Linked DNA regions of Dromaius novaehollandiae: region 1 is linked to region 2. Evidence: chromatin contacts called from public Hi-C data. All regions are on one chromosome and are shown on one strand. The core of a region is the stretch at or near the end of the contact, and the rest is flanking DNA. Distances in the headings are between cores, read along the strand shown. Region 1 has its middle 16 kb from the start of PPP2R2A. Region 2 overlaps PPP2R2A (protein phosphatase 2 regulatory subunit Balpha).

Evidence for each region. A called contact is a pair of places that touch in the nucleus more often than the background predicts.
Region 1: a Hi-C map of brain shows a contact between it and region 2, with 5 times the contacts expected there. The contact joins two enhancer-like sites. A contact is called at or near these places in 3 of 4 Hi-C or Micro-C datasets (brain, liver and ovary).

Annotation. Positions count from the first base shown.
Region 1 is chr26:5,635,780-5,640,961 of bDroNov1.hap1, forward strand. No RefSeq gene overlaps it. Among named protein-coding and RNA genes, the nearest start is that of PPP2R2A, 16 kb to the left of the region's middle. Within about 2 kb of position 3,257, at least 2 of the 2 cell types and tissues checked have open chromatin away from gene starts, as enhancers often do.
Region 2 is chr26:5,591,732-5,596,681 of bDroNov1.hap1, forward strand. The region is part of intron 2 of PPP2R2A (protein phosphatase 2 regulatory subunit Balpha); the gene reads right to left. Among named protein-coding and RNA genes, the nearest start is that of BNIP3L, 22 kb to the left of the region's middle. Within about 2 kb of position 1,285, at least 2 of the 2 cell types and tissues checked have open chromatin away from gene starts, as enhancers often do.

The DNA.
Region 1 (5,182 bases), core at 2,007-4,506, 46 kb after region 2:
GTGGGAATGTGGTCTGTTGGCTAAAATGCTATGAAATGTGAGTGAAGCCTAGAGAAATTATAACTTTCATTCAGATCTGTATGACAAAAATATAAAATACTTGTTGACAAAATGGGAAATATATATCTGAAGTTTCCGGTTTATGTTAAATTTTATCTGCTAATTATTGTGATCTTGGGTGGAGGCATCTGACAAAATTCTCAAAACACCTCAAATGAAAAGTTCAGCAGAAGAAAACCCAATTCCTTCTCCTTTGTTGAATATTCTTTGGGTCCCTAAGAAAAATAAATACTAGACAGGCTTAGTCAGGTCTCTCACATTTATATGTTCACAAAGGTATGTGGCATTTCAGTTAATACTAAGATCCAGGAATACTTCCAAGTTCTTCGGAGCAGCTCAGGTGTTCATCCTTGATGTACCTAAGGTGGACAGAGCATTAGCTGTGTTGGAAGGGCAAGGAACTGTGAGATGGGAGCTCATAAATTATGGCTAATTTCTACTCTAAATTTTAGTTGTCAAATGGTGAGCCAACATGGCATGTAGAACAGGGAATGTCTTCTCAGGCTTCTCTAAAGATAATCGTTAATATTTTTTCATTTTTTCCCTTGTTTTTTAGGATGAAATCAGCCAGGAGAGGGAAGCAACAGCATAATCAGATCAGACGGATGAGGCAGATGTGAAACAACAGCAGTGAGATAATAGGCAGCTTCCTTTGGGACTTTTTTTTCTACCAGGATCCTAAATATAAGATGTGAAAGGGTAAGCAGGAATTCTGAATCATGTGCACATATGAAGCTGATTAAGCAGAAAACTGGGTAGCTCAGGAAAATTGATTTGTAAAGTCTTCTGCTACTGCTATATGCGTTACAGCGGGACACTGGTTTTGTCTACAGCTAAAAGTTAAACTTTAGGTGTGCTGGTGTAGGGGAGTAACCCCCAAATTTTCTTAATTTCTCTCCATCTATAGTAAGCCATACCACTGAAAATGTATGCATGCCATCCAGTCAATCCAAGTCTCACAATGCAAAATAAATTGTACCAGTTTAAGGCACGCGTTGTGATACTATAGTTACATTGGTATTAGGGCTTTTATTCACCTAATTCATGTTGAAAGGAAAAATAACATGCTCCTTTTGTAAAAAAGCAGGAAAGTATGATTAAGGGTGCCTGGTGAGAGCAGCTATATCGATAACACAATAAAAAGACAACGCTAGCCTCGGAGGCCAGAATTTGTTATTGGCAGGATATTTTCTTAGCAGACTCCACAACCCCATAATTTACTCCTAATTTGCTTGCTAATCTGAAAAAGATACGTTTATGAGGTTTTTGAAGAAGCTAGAGGATACATTTCTGAAGTTGCTAGTCGGTTATTAAAATGTAAGTAAGTCCTGTTTAATACTCACCAGTGGAACTGTGCACAATTTAATGCCTGTTATATGGATCTTAAGAACACGTAGCAGACGCTTGCAATGCTGAAACTCAAAATGAATATTTAACTGGTTTAAAGTACTGCAGTCTTGATTCCAGTGAGGTTTGCACCTTTCAGGACTTTCCTCTGATACTGTGAAAAGATTCACATCAGAAATTCTTGTATTTCAGGTAAGCGTCTGTGTTAACCTATCCTATAGGAAATGAAGTTGGTTGGCAAAGGTGAGATGAAGAGTAGAAAAAGCATTTTAGCATTTTTTTCCTTTTCTCTACAGAGTTCTTCAACCAGATTGCTGGTTTAACTTCTAAATTGGAGCTAGATTCATGACTCAGCTGCGATTTTACTGCTACCCTTTCAATTTTGGGTGGGAAATGTTATATATGTGTCACTTTTCCAGCTGAGAAAAGACATATATACTGCTTAGCTCCCCCATGTCCCAAGAGGTCTTCTGACCCATAAAAATGATAATGTTACCTTATGCTCTCCCATTAGACATGCAGTGAAATATATCCACTGATAGTTATCTTTCAAGCAGCTGAAAGATGATGATTGAAATGACATATACTTTCCCCTCCTCCCCACCATGTCTCTCTCCCATACTTTTATCAGGGGCAAGGAGTGTTCAGGATTTTAGAAGTGGCATATGTAATCTTTCACTTCCAGACTGGCAGTTCACAAGTTTCCAAACTGGAAAAAACTGAATTGTTGCTATTAACTGTTTACTGGCCTGCAAGGAATGAGCTTTTTCTGGGTTTTAGTCTAATTCCTAGAGGACAGGTGTCCTTGAAACTAAAAGCCATCATCCTGGCTGATACTCTTTATTCCTAGGGACATCAGAAAGACTAAAGAATGAATTTATGAGTGAGTCCTGGAAATCCTTTCTGGGAGATGATCCCTAAAAAAGGGCTGTTCAACCTATAGCTCTTCAGTCAAATCCAATCCACAATGCAGCTTTATTTGGCTCTAAGAATATTGTCTGCTTGTTGGGCTGATGTTTTCGAGAGTATTGGCATAGTACTGCGGAGCGTCAAGACCTTTTTGGGTCTGGTAAGGTTTATTATATGTGAAACAGCTGTGTACAAACATGGCAGGGGTGATCTCTTCCCCCAACATTTGAGAATTTTATTCCCAAGCGTACAGAAAATGCTATCTTTTCCTTAGAGCCTGGTGTGGGATATGCTAGCAAGGCGATCTGAGGCAGCTTGCTTGTTGTTACATGCACTATGGATATAAGCAGGGAACTTCAGGCTGTGGTTAAGCCAATACTCTGCATGAACCCTAATTTGATGGTGGTTGCTAATAGCTTCTCAGGGGGCTTATACGAATCACTTTAAACAGCCCATAGACACAATACAGGCATGTAACATGGGGATGTGAGAATTACCAAGTTGCTTCATACTTGTGGGCCATTTCATATATGTTTCACGTAACAGCTACCGCTGGAAAGAATGAGATTCTTCCAGAGGCAACGAAACCCCAAAGAAAACAGGTTGGCAAAAATATGCCCCTTCACAAGGGTCTCATGCTAACTCTTAATAGAAACAATAAAGCTCTGAAAGTAAGGGCTGCTTTTATCAGCAATACCAGGCCTACCCAAAGCTACAACGTAGTGATACTCATATCGAGTTCATCATAAAGGCTAGTTCAGGTGCAATTACAGCCTTTCTACTGGGTGTTTTTTTAATTTGTCCTCTAGGTGTGTAGGGCTGCCTGTGCTGGGTGACAGCAGTATAGAAAAGTAATTCTTTCCTAGAAGGCTTTTCCCATAAGTGAGGCTGCTGCTGCTGCTGAAGCAGCAATGCTGCTGTCTCCAGTTCCTCGCCGAAACGCTGCACTAATGCTGCCACCTATGGAAAATTTCGAGACCTGACCTTTGCGGTCCGGCTCATACAGTGCAGCTGTGAAAACAGGATTTGAACAGGCCCTGCTGATCTGCAGATATAACTCCGTGTTTTTTTATTAGGTCTTTGTTAATCTAGATGTGAGGTGGCTCAAATTCTCTTCCTTCCAAATAAATTGTTTTTGAAATTGAAATTGCTTCCGGAAATTGGTCCTTAAGGCAATATTTTTGCTTGACACTGGCACCTCGAGGCCCCCATGTAAAAATACCCCTGGCCATTATGCTAAGTGCTGCGCAAACTTCAGAAGGAGCTGGGGCTGGGCGGCGTTTCCAGCCCTCCTTCCTGACATTCTCCACAAAGGCACAAGGAAAAATTTGGTGCTCGGGGAGACACCCGGCTCGCTGCACGTGAATGGTACGTTTGTGTGCACGATAGGGCAGTACACGTGGCATCGGAGACCCCAGCGGAGTCTCACCCTGGGACTTGTTTCCACTTTCACGCACAAAATAGCACCCTGCCCAGGGTGTCGAGCATCGGGTGCCATCACGAGGAAAGGCTCCATTTTAGGCGTGAGGAGCACGGGGAGAAGCTGATGGGCCAGGCTGCGGGTGCAGGCTCTGCAGCCTAACGGCGTATTTTGGAGTTGCAACTACACGTGCTGCCCTGGGACCGCCAATACACAAGGCGGGACGCTGAAAACGCGCAGGGCAGCCCTTCTCCAGCGTGGGCAGGCGGCAGGAGCCAGCCCTAAAGGCTTGAGGCAGGGCTGCCCTCTCACGAGCCTCTCCCCCAGAGGGGAGCACGCCTCGGCCCCCATTACCTGCACACAGCCTTGGGCTGGAGCAGAGGATTTAGAGGGGAAAACCTGCTATTAGTTCACTTTATTTCTGTGGAGTGTCGAAACGCAGGGTAGCTGGGCGGAGGCCTGTGAGGGGAGGAAGGGTGGGGCCCCCCAGGTGCTGTCACTGAGCAGCTGATTGCTGAGGGGAGCCCTGAGAGGGGCCCGGAACCTTCCGGAACCTTCTGGAACGGGGAGGGGCTGTTGGCCCCGCTGAGGCAGCACCCGCCCTGCTGAGGTAACACCGTGTTCCCTCGCCCACCCTGTGGTCCTTGCTGCTTTGGGTGGTTTTCCCTGTTAAAAACCCAGCACGGGAAGACCTCCAGCAGGTAGGAGCTGGCTTAGTTGGCTGTGGCAGTGTGGGGAAGTGTGGATGGGAGGAATGTAGCTCTCTTTTTGTGGTGCCTGAATTGTTTTTGATGGTTGCAGCCTGCAAGCTGGCATAAGTGGCAGTGTTTCCATCTGAAATGGCTTGGGAGGAGCAGTTTTGGGCTGGGGAGCCCCTTCTGCTCTGTGTAATGGCTGTTCTCTTCCCTTTGTGGGTTCTTGCATAGTAGATTTTCAGCTCAGCTGAATTTACTGTGAGTGATATAATAGTAAAATAATCAGTAGTGAAAGCTGCTCCAAACCATATATAGATAACTTAATGTGCGTCGACTAAGGTTTGTCAAAGACTTGTTTGTGCATGTTCAGGTTTAGCTTAACTTACTTGGTGAAAATAAGGTACCAGTGTTACAGAAAGAAGTGTCTCAACATAGCAATGTAGCCACTGTGCTTCTTGTTCCCATCTGTTTAAACCCAAATTAATGTCTTACTGTGGATAAATGATTATGTCTACAATTTCTTTTTTGTTTTTTTTCCTTTCTAGCTAATAAGTTAGTGCTAGGATAAGGGGTGTTGTGCTGGAATGGTTTTGAGACTCTTAGTAGCGTGGATGGGCTGTGTTTCTTGCTCTGCCAATGCCAAGAAAGAAGGGTGTTAGCACATGGAGAATTAAAACAAAGCAGGTGGCGAAGTTGTACTATGGTTTTCTTTAACAACGGGCACAGGATTTCAGATGCTCTGTGGAAATGT
Region 2 (4,950 bases), core at 35-2,534:
TGGGGGGGGGGGGGGGGGGGGGGGACAAAGAAGAATTGGCCAGAAAAATCTAAACACAGAATAGATGGATAAATTCTTCATAATACTTGATTGATGAAAGTCAGTCAAAAGTTTTACAAGGTCAGAAGCCTTCGGCTTGAAGCTTAATTATTGCAATACACAGCAACAACAAAGAAATTTTACATTAAGGGATAAAAAGTCAGTTTTCTGAAGTCTGCTAATCTAATATATTCTGTATTTAATAGTTACCCAAGTCTCTAATATAGCGGTAAGTTAACTACTTGCCAACTTTTCTGCAACAGTTCTAGACAGTCTCGCTTTTTGCATTTTTATTTTAACTTTCAAGATCACTCCTTAAACACTGTATTTCATTCAGCCTGAAGTAGGCCTTCCAATCCAAGCTCTCTCTCACCTTGATTTTTATTCCTAATACTTCAGTGACTCGTACATATGCACAAAGCTCAGTATCAGTGATCTGTAAGTTGATGCAGCTCCTGTTTTTGTACATTAGCTGCATGAACTTCCAGTGAACAAACTTTCAGCACTAACATCCCCACACCTCCAAGATAAAAACAGCATGCTCAGTGTTGGCAAGGGACTTAAACTCTTCAATGCCTGATCAGCTATCTAGAAGATAAAATTGGTCCAAGTACTTGAAATTATTTTAAATTAAAAAAAAGAATACATTCCTTATTAGCAATCACAACAGAAAATTAATACTTCATTTTTAAACTAAAGATGCATCTATAGAGCCTAGCGTCCCTTCTGTACTGTAAGCCTTAACAGCTCCTGCTCCAAGGACAAAATCAATGTGCAAAAAAAAAAAAAAAAAAAAAAAAAGGCAGAAAAATGCTTTCTTATTAACTAATCTCAAAATAGAGCTGATATGCGTATTTTATACAAAATCAATACTAGAAAGCAAAGCAACCAAACATTTTAAATCCAATAACTCACCGTTAAGAATATTGTATTCCCATACCTTGGTCAAAGCAAGAGACAGACATCAAGGCACTGGTGTTCAACTGGGCGGATTTAATAGTGTTTGAGAATTGACAGGGGAAGCATTTCATCTTCCGCAGTGCACTGATTTGCTTGTGTATTTTCATCTGTATTAACACCCTTGTTGCCAAATAAAATGAATGTTAGCCTTTTCTTTCAAATGCTAACTAGAATTCCAGTGATAATTACACATAGGGTGATTTTAGTCCTTCAGTGCTGCAACGGGCAAGAGAGCATCTATAGAATGCACTGCCGTCTCTCTGCCTCCTCCCTTTTGTGCATGCTATTTTTTGCTACAGTCTCTAGGTGGGAGTCTTGCAAACACAGAGGGCTGCTCTCACTGCCCAGGAGCTTGTAAATGATACCTTCCATAAGCAAACAGCGTGAGGGAGGAACATCTGAGCAAGCAGCAGATTATAGGTGCTCTACTGTCACTAATGCCAGTGGCTTTAAGAAATATGAGTTATTCTAGTATTTACTGCAGAGTTCATTTCAATGCCCTCCTCTTCAAGCACCAGTGCTGGAGATAAGCAGCCATCAAAACCTTATCTGATAACCATACCCTTCACAAGGTACGGCTAGATCAGCATTACCTGCTAACAGACCTGCACAGAGTTACTAAATGAATATGCAGTACCCATGCCTTGAGACACCAGATCTGTCTCTCCCTTCAAGTGTCTTGAAACATCTTTGACACCAAGAAGATGAAGTTTGACATTTCAAAGCACTAAGATTTTAAAACACCACAGTGCAACATCAGACACAGGATGAAGACCAGTTTGGCAAAAAACATGAAACAGGATGTATGAAAATGTACATCTGCATTCCTATAGAGTACTTATCACTACTGGAATACTAAATTTAATCATTCTTACAGATGGGGAACCCAAATAAGAAGAAAGCAAAAAAACCAAACAACTTAAAAAATGTTTCTTTAGACATCATTAACTTAATTTTTCTGAAACCTGATTTTGTGTCTTGCCCACAGGGCAGCTTGATCCCTTGACACCAAGCAGCATCTGACATCTCAAAGTAACAGAAATCTCTTCCTTTCTTGAAGAGCTTTTACTCCCTGTAAGTAGGTCTTCTCTGGAGTAAAACTACTGTAACCTTTCCAAACAGATATGCTCATAGGCAAGTTTCTATTAAAAACTTTATAGTTTTACTATTCAGATATACTGAATTAGGACATTATGTTAATGCACTACAACATAACTGGATTATTATGAGAACTTATCAGAGACAGCATAACTTTTTTATTCCAATGTCTGTAATAGATAGTCTCTATTGCCTATACATCAAAGTTGCATGGAATCAAGTACAGGAAGGACAACATGTTCTGTCAACATTCCTATTATCGTGTAAGCATTACTGATAGGGGAAAAAAAAATCAAGATGGAAAAAGAGGTGACAACTTTATAGAGTCTTTTGTGGTAATGAGAAAAAGTAGTTTTAAGTTAAGTAACTAGAAAAATAAAGCTTGCCAAACTGAACTGTCAGTAGAGAGTCAAAACAAACACCTGAGCTGAAGAAAATCTAACGTAGGTCACCATAGCTCAGGAGGTCCAGATAATAAACTGTCATTTTGTTTTCTCTTTTAGAAACTAGAATTCTCTCCAATTTTGTAGTAAAAGAGAGTTACTACCACAAATATCAATTATTCTAACTCGAAGCAGGAGGACACAGTGATGGCTTAGGCTTTTCTAGCAAGAGCATCGTAACATACATCAGGTTGCTCCTTTCAGCAGTTGTCCTGCACAAGGTAAACTGACAAGTCTTCCAGAGTACCTAATTTCCTGTTCAACCTTCCGAGTAGATTTCTCCCAAAATCTAAAAGAGAAGCAGAAGTCATCCATCTTGCATGTTAAAGAGACACGGAATTGCCAGACTTTTCCTCTGTTACGAGACAAGAAGTCTTTGCTTGCTTTCTATTTCTATTCAAACTATAAAAGCCATTAGAATTGAAGACAAGCCAATGAGAGCCTGTAAGAAAAAACTCTGCATCAAAAAAGTGATAGTATTGAAAAACAGATTCCTATATGCAAGACCAAAATATCTGCATTAAAAACAAAAAAACCCTTAAGAGTGACTTGCCCACAAGGAAGGATTTTATAACCTTCATCGCTTAATGACAGTCATGCTGGAAAACAGGAAAGTTTATATCCATATAAAATACACACATCCCAATACACATGCGACTGTCATCATTCGTAAAAGCTCCCATCAGTTTTCATGAAAGTCAATAAACCTCAATTACTGCATAACTTGAGGTGGGCAACTCAAGGGTTACCATAGTATTTAAGTGTCATTCCCCCCCCCCCATCCCCATCCCCACTACATATGGGTTGTCTTTTAGCTCCACTAAATACCCCTTAGTGCACACTTTTGTTAATGCTGTAGAACTACTAAAAAATACTTCCAGATAATGATAAAAAAAATCTGCACAACCTAAAGTCCATTTACTTTTGTTGTGCATGTGTGTCTAGTGAAAACATCTTCCAGCAGGTGAATCAAACACGGAACCACATCAGGGCTGTACTGCTACTAGCAAAGAAATAGAACAGGGTACAGCCAAACAGAGCAGTGATCTTAAATATCCCAAATATCCTACAGAACCATAAAAAGAAGCTTCTGGTCACTGACTTATTTCCACATGTGAGCAGGGCAGAGTCTGCTCTCCCAGGAGTCCTCAAAACCTCCAGACAGTTCTCCCAGATACAGCAGCTACACACTAGTTTCTTGCAACTGCTTTCAAGTTTGCTTTTTCTTGTACACATGATTTTTATTTTTAAAAGCTGTTCTGAGCTTGTTACGTATTGTTTCAATGATGCATCTTCACTTTTAAGTGCTTAAATAGAAATCAAGACTACCTCAGGGTCATAACAACACTTATCTTCACTATGTTCAAGTAGGACTAGTTTTCCCATAGTAAGCACGGAGAGACAGGAACCTGAAGCTCTCCTAGCAAATCTAGGACCAAAGCAGTAAAAACATGGTGTCTAGCTTTGACAGAAAACAGGATGGGGGAGAAGACATTTATTACCAAGTTTTGATAATGTTAATGCCACATATTCAGAACTCACCACGTGAAAGGGGGACATACAGAATCTCAGAAGAAAGTTGTTACCAGTGGCAGGTACACACTTCTGATTAACTAACAAGAGAAAGCCACTTAAACCAAACATCACTTGTTTCACATTGGATAAAGACAACAGTCAATTTTTGAATTCTTAATTACACTGATTTTGGCTATTCTGAATAATTTACCTTACAAAAATGTAACAGAGCTGAAAAAACTTAGTGTTATTAAAAAAAACTATTCAGATGTAGATTATCTCCAGAGGTCCCTTCCAACCTCAACCATTCTGTGATTCTGTAGTTCCAGTATATGCCACATGGACAAATGGGAGGTACATAAAATGGCTGGGAAAATGGACTGAAATAAGAAAAAACAACAACAAATAAAACAACTAAAATCCTGTACACTGTCAAAAAGGCAGGACCCAAACTTGTTTTATTAATATATTTCATTTTACTAGTAAGCGCACATAAAGGTTTAAGCATAAAAAAAAAGGCTTCTGTGGCAATAACACCACCTGGAACTTGCATTTTGCTGTGCTTCCAGCCGCGTAAGATACATCCACCAAAGCTGTAACATCTCTGAAGCATCAAGATCCACCCCCAGAAAGTATAACCATTTACAGCCTTGGTTTGATAGCAGAACAGCTGCTTCTTGACATGTAAAAGGTACTTAAAATCTAAAATAATCCAAAAAGCAACTCCAAAATCCTCTGTAGAAAGGTAACCATGTCAGGCAGAATTCAGATAATATGAAAAACAGAGGCTCTGGGACAGAGGATGAGAGATGACTGATTTAACTGAAAACAGGCAGACTACACTGTTCAGAGAATGGTCAATAAATGCATCTCTGACACATCTGAACTGCCTTTT